2 separate regions of the Mus musculus genome follow, and region 2 is linked to region 1. A link is a contact called in public Hi-C data. All regions are on one chromosome and are shown on one strand. The core of a region is the stretch at or near the end of the contact, and the rest is flanking DNA. Distances in the headings are between cores, read along the strand shown. Region 1 overlaps Clic4 (chloride intracellular channel 4 (mitochondrial)). Region 2 holds the start of Nipal3 (NIPA-like domain containing 3).

Region 1 (2,842 bases), core at 238-2,737:
GCCCCCTCCCCCCCAGCCCCAGATGTGTCTCACCAATTATTATAGTTTGTTTTAAGAAGTGACAGGCTTTGTCTGTGGAGGGAGAGAAAAGAAACAAAGTATGTTTTTGTAGACTCAATTTATTTAAAACATATTACTGTTTTAGATGCTTTTTCCACCCAAATGTTGCACAGGGAGTGGTAATGCAAATCGCCTTCTGCTCATAGACACTCATATGGCTGTGTTTGCCGTGTGTGTGTGTGTGTGTGTGTGTGTGTGTGTGTGTAAGTAAACAAGCAGGGGACTTCCATATTTCCTGTTTCCCTTTTTGCTGTGGTAAGACCAAACCCCCAAAGATGCAGATGAACCAGGCTGAGAAAGCAGCGCTCTTGGCTGCCATTGTGAATGGCCACCTCTGTGGAGGACTGGCTGAAGTGATCAGAATGAAGATGAGCTGGAGTGTCTTTCTCCTAAGACAGGGTGGGATGGCTCAGGCTGGCCTCCAACCTGCTCTGTAGTAAAAGACGACTTTGAACTCCTGATCCTCCTGCCTCTGCCTCTCAAGTGCCGGGATTGCAGGTGTGTGACACCACACCTGTCTCCCCATCTCCCTTTGAATCTTGGGGCATGTTTGATAAAATTAAAGATTTGTCTGGCTTGAACTTCAGAAGGCTGCTCGTCCATCATTGTGCTCAGGGCAGTAAACTGCTTCATTTAAACAGGATTTCAAAAATGCTTATACAAGTGTCTGGTTATTTTCTTGCTCCATGAAATAACATGGGTGTAGGGTTTTGTTTTTGGTTTTTTTTTTTTTTTTTTTTCAGACAAGATTTCTCTTTGTAGCCCCCGCTGTCCTGGAACTCACTGTAGACCAGGCTGGCCTCGAACTCAGAAATCCGCCTGCCTCTGCCTCCCAAGAGCTGGGATTAAAGGCATGTGCCACCACCACCAGACTCTACCACCTTTGATTATGGTGATCGGCAATTATTTAACTCTTTGAAGACAGACATTATACATTTCCTTGTTTCATGTTGCCTTATAAAAAATGCTGTTTCCAGGCAGTGGTGGTGCATACCTTTAATCTCAACACTTGGACAAACAAGGCAGTCTGACGGAACCTACACCAAGGACTTAATTGGAGGCCAGCTTGGTCAACAGAGCAAGTTCCAGGACAGCCAGGGCTACTCAGTGTATGTGTCCTTGGGTATGATGCGCTTCTCAACATAGCAGCCTTTAGTTAATTTTCTATTGCTGTGATAAAAACCATGACCACGGCAACTCCTAGAAGGACCGGTAAATAAGCCCTTTAAGGGCTCTAGAGGAATAGGAGTTATCACTACCACAGTGGGGAAATGTGACAGTGGGCACCAGGCTTGGCTGCTGGAGCAGCCATTGAGAGAGAGCTCACATCTCAAACTATAAATAAACCATGGCTTATAGCCTACCCCCAGTGACATACTTCCTCCACCAAGGCCACCCCTCCTAATCATTTCCAAACAGCGCCACAAGCTGTTTTCAAGTGTTCAAATGACAGAAACAACAGGGGGGCATCTTCATCAGACCATCACACATCTCTTAGCCAAGTGTGGCTTTTCAAGATAAGTAAAATGAAATTTTCACCACACTGGTACATCCCCGTTTTAAGTAGTCATTAGCCAGCTGTTGCTGCTGGCTGCCACATTGGAAAGTTGCAGTAGAGAGGCACAGGAAAGCCCATTATCACTACACCCTGCATGTGCCCCCTCCTTGTCGCTCCTAATATTCTGGTTGGAATTCATCGGCAGCTCTGCTGCTTGCGTGTCATCGTTTTGACCTTGTCTTTAATGTTTGCTCTGCCTCCAGGCCGGAAGTGATGGTGAAAGCATTGGAAACTGCCCCTTTTCACAGAGGCTCTTCATGATCCTTTGGCTCAAAGGAGTCGTGTTCAGTGTCACAACCGTTGACCTGAAAAGGTAAGGCTTGCCTGTGCTGTGAAGTCGGCTCTCGAGTGTGCAGTTTACCATCAGCATGGATCCTTTCCTGCCCTCTGCTTTGATTGCACATGAAGGACACAGAAGTTACTCAGGTTTTCTGTTTAAGATTTAACTTGTATAAACATTCGGGTCGATTTACAGTGTCACCCCGAGTCCTAGTTTTTCTCTTGGTGTGTTTGCTACCCGTGGCTGCATGTGGGTGAATCTCCCTTGGAACCTGGTTACCTTAAACCTCTGAGGAGCCCTGAAGGCCAAGGTTTAGTGTACAAGCAGTGAAACCCTTGAGTTTCTCAGCGTAAACACAAGCCACCAAGAGCTCTGCCTTCTGGCTGACAAAGTCTGCTAATTGTGAATGGTAGCATCTGGATCTCTGTGGGGGCTTTGAGGGGGTGGCACAGCTTAGGATTAGAGCCCCCTCCCAGCTAGCACACACATGGGGTCCAATTGCAGTTTGAGGTAGGGAAGGCAAGAATAGGAGTTTTAGAGAGCTGAATAATGTGGTCTGTTTCATTTAGCCTAGTTTTTAGGTAATAGTATATTTTCTGTGATATTACAGCACTTCTGGTATAAAATAAGAGCAGTCTTGCTAGTTGAAGATGTGTGTCTAGGTTTCTCTCTAGAGGCCAGATTAAGGGAGGCCAAGAAGAGTTCTGATAAGTAGGATGCCCCTCATTCCCTCAGGAACTTGTCCCCCGGTCCTCCCCCCCACCCCCATATTTTTGAAGAACACTTCTGTTCCCATCGTCCCCAAAGACAGAGAGCAGGAGCTCTCTAGCCAGTCAGCCTGGCTAAACCGTGGAGCTCCGGGTTCAGAACGAGAGCCTGTCCCGGGCTGGAGAGTTGGACTTCCAGAGGACCAGGTTTAATTCCTAGCATCTTCATGGCAGCTC
Region 2 (2,842 bases), core at 240-2,739, 260 kb before region 1:
CCGTGGGTGTCCCATGGAGTGCGCGGAATCCTCCTCAAGACCTCAAGGACCGGTCCCTTAACAGGAACTGGTTCCTAACTAGTCAATCTATCCCTCCCGCCCGGTCGCTATGGCAACCACTGGCCTAACATTCCAGAGTCCGGCGGCAGGCAACTGGCTAACTAGCCAGGGGTGTCCTCTGTGTCTTTAATGTGAAAAGCTGTTGACCAATCGTTGGAGACGTTTCAAAAACCAACAAAAAAAGCTACCAGAATTTTGGGGTTCGGATTGACAATGCTAAGGAGAACCTGTTAGGCAGGGAACTAACTATTAGGGTTTTTGTTTCTGGGGTTCAGTTCCCTTTTCTTGTTTGTTTGTTTGTTTGATTGTTTCGGTTTTGTTTGGTTGTTGGGTTTGTTTGGTTTGTTGTTTTTGTGACTCATCGAAGGAATAAACCCAAGTGTTCCTACCCATCCATCCACACCCTGAGTGTGAGAGCAGAAAGGTCGATGACATAATTCCCCAAGGGCAACCGTGCAGTATTCCAAGAGCCCCTTACCCGTTTCACCGCAGCCACAGTGCCTAGCCACAGCCCGGCTTAAACCCACCAGCGTCTTCTTTAAAATTATGGGATAGTCCCCTGTTAGAAACTGTCTCCCGCTTGTTCCTCAGATCACATCTCCTGCCACCCACGCCTCAAGAAAAAAAAAAAAAATCTCGCACCGACCCAGTTGGTCTTTGGGCATCTCCCATAATACAATATGGCAGCTCCATCCTCTCTTAAACTCTCCCTCCCAGTTCTACCGCGTTTCCATCGCTGAGGTCTCCCCAATGTCATTTCCTCGTAAAACCTGTGTGATCTCAACATCTCCCCCAGAGGTTGCTGTGCGGCTCTGGACTGAACGGCGCGTGCTGAAAAATGAGCGCGCTGGAAGCTCCACGCGCAGGTTCATGCTCACAGCCGAACCCCTGGGAAACAGCAGCGGGCGGGGGAGGGGTGCGGGGGGGGGGACGGGACTACTAGGATGATTGACAGCCTACCGGGGCTGCTGAGCTGCAGGCGTACCGGGAAATTAAGGACGCAATACAGCCAACAGGTGGGACGCAGGCGCAGGAAAGAAGGGGTACGCACGGTCCCCGAGACGTGTCAGGGCTCTGCTGGGTTTCGATACTGGAGCTACCTGATGGAAGCAGCAGGGGCGCCGCCCGGGACGGTCGGTGGCAGTTAGCGCAGACTGCGGGGGGACACCAGGCGGGCTGCTTAAGCCCAGCCTACTTGTCCGGCAGGTGGAGGTGAGCAGCCATAACTTGGGGACCAAAGCAGCCCGGACTTCTTCCTTTGGCCGCTAGAGGGGACTCCTCCAGGTGAGTGTCAGGTCGCCCCTACGCTTCAAGCGAGCTTGGCGACGCAGCCAATTATTTCAGGATGTCCCGCCCATCCCCTCCCGACAACCACTCGCCTGCGCAGAGGCTTCGCCAGCTTGGGACTGGCAGGCAGTGTAACAAATCAAGTCTCCACCTTTGAAAGCAAAACACTGCAGCCCCTTGGAAACTCGGAGCTGGGAAGGGATCCAAGAGGCTGTACCTAGGGGTGGCACGGAGTGTCCGAGTCGCTTCTCCGGAACCTGGGATAGGTGGATCTAGAAGGAACGTCCCGGGTGAGTCACGGTCATGACTGAGGGAAGGGGTACTTGAAATCAGGCTTGCTGTTTTGATCCCCTAGTATAAATATAGTCTCCCTTGTTGTTGCCAGCCTTGTCAGTTTGGGTTCTGTTGCCTCCGATTTTTTTTTTTTTTTTTTTTTTTTGTCTCTTCCATATTTTCAAGGAGGGTGGGCACGGGTTTGCCTTAATGAAGGAGATGCTGGGCGTTACCAGATGAGGAAGTGGAAGGCCAGTACTGCCGGCTCCAGCGTGCAGGAAATAGCCGGTGCGACTGGCAGGTGGATGGAGGGAGCTCTGTGCTTGGTACTGAAACAGAGGTGTGTCTCTCCGAGAATGTCACCCCTCAGTGCTCAAAAGCCCCGGGAAAGAAAAGCTTGGCATGAAACCGACGTTCTTTGGTCAAACTGAATCGTCAGGTGGTGACAAGACCTCCATGCACGCACGCGGGGGGGCGCGCGCGGACACACACACACACCCTTGTTTTTAGTTACAGCCAATTTCATGGCCGCGAGGCTGTTATGCTCGCTGGAAGACTTGCTCGGTGGGGTTAACGGAGTTATTCATTTAGATGAGGCCGGGGGATTCGAGTGGAAGCAAGCACTTTGTGAATTCTCTTGGGTCAGTGACCATAAACTGTGACTGTGATTGTCAACACTGGCTTGGCTGTGTGCCTCTTGGACATATGTCAGCCTTGGACCAACAATAAACCATCACCAGGCCAAAGTGTGAGCCTTATAAGGGAATGCAACTTACAGAGTCCACGGAGGCTTTGGGGTGATGCTACACGGCAGTTCAAGGAGAATCTTCCTCCCTCTGTCTTTGGGTATTCAGAGCTCTGGGGGTTCCCTGGGTAGAGAGGGGAGTTGAAGCTACTGTTTAAAAGCCAGTGACTCAACACACACACACACACACACACACACAGAGGGGTGCGGTGGGGGGAGACAACCTGCTGTCCTCCCTAGCTGGTTCCCAAGGCCTGTTTGCATTTTCTGACATCCTGTGGGTGGGGCTGGGTATATCTGTTTGTGGCCATGGGTTCTGAGTAAGGCATTCTTTTTTTAAACCACAGTGTATCATGGGCATTACATTTGGTCGAGTGGGCATCTATGCAAGTTACCTTGCCAGGCTCTGAGCTAGGTTTCCAGGAACAGCAGAGGACCTGACAGGTGCCTTCAATCCAGGGCCCCCTCAACTCCAGG

The links. Hi-C and Micro-C count contacts between places; a contact is called where the count stands out from the background.
Region 2: a Hi-C map of erythroblasts shows a contact between it and region 1, with 3 times the contacts expected there. The contact joins the promoter of Nipal3 here to the enhancer-like site in region 1. A contact is called at or near these places in 2 of 39 promoter capture datasets (pre-B cells and stem cell-derived epiblast-like cells), 1 of 484 Hi-C or Micro-C datasets (erythroblasts), 3 of 115 datasets of contacts at active chromatin or transcription factors (effector CD8 T cells, memory CD8 T cells and pancreatic cancer cells) and 1 of 9 other capture datasets (liver).

Annotation. Positions count from the first base shown.
Region 1 is chr4:135,237,951-135,240,792 of GRCm38.p6, reverse strand. Clic4 (chloride intracellular channel 4 (mitochondrial)) reads left to right here. Exons shown (of 6, transcript NM_013885.2): 2 at 1,822-1,931. Among named protein-coding and RNA genes, the nearest start is that of Clic4, 33 kb to the left of the region's middle. Within about 2 kb of position 1,487, at least 57 of the 459 cell types and tissues checked have an H3K27ac peak or open chromatin away from gene starts, as enhancers often do. A contact at or near this core is called in erythroblasts, liver and memory CD8 T cells, where this site is marked.
Region 2 is chr4:135,493,225-135,496,066 of GRCm38.p6, reverse strand. It overlaps Nipal3 (NIPA-like domain containing 3), which reads left to right and starts at 1,489. Exons shown (of 12, transcript NM_028995.4): 1 at 1,489-1,637. Stpg1 (sperm tail PG rich repeat containing 1) reads right to left here and starts at 80. Exons shown (of 9, transcript NM_030189.3): 1 at 1-80.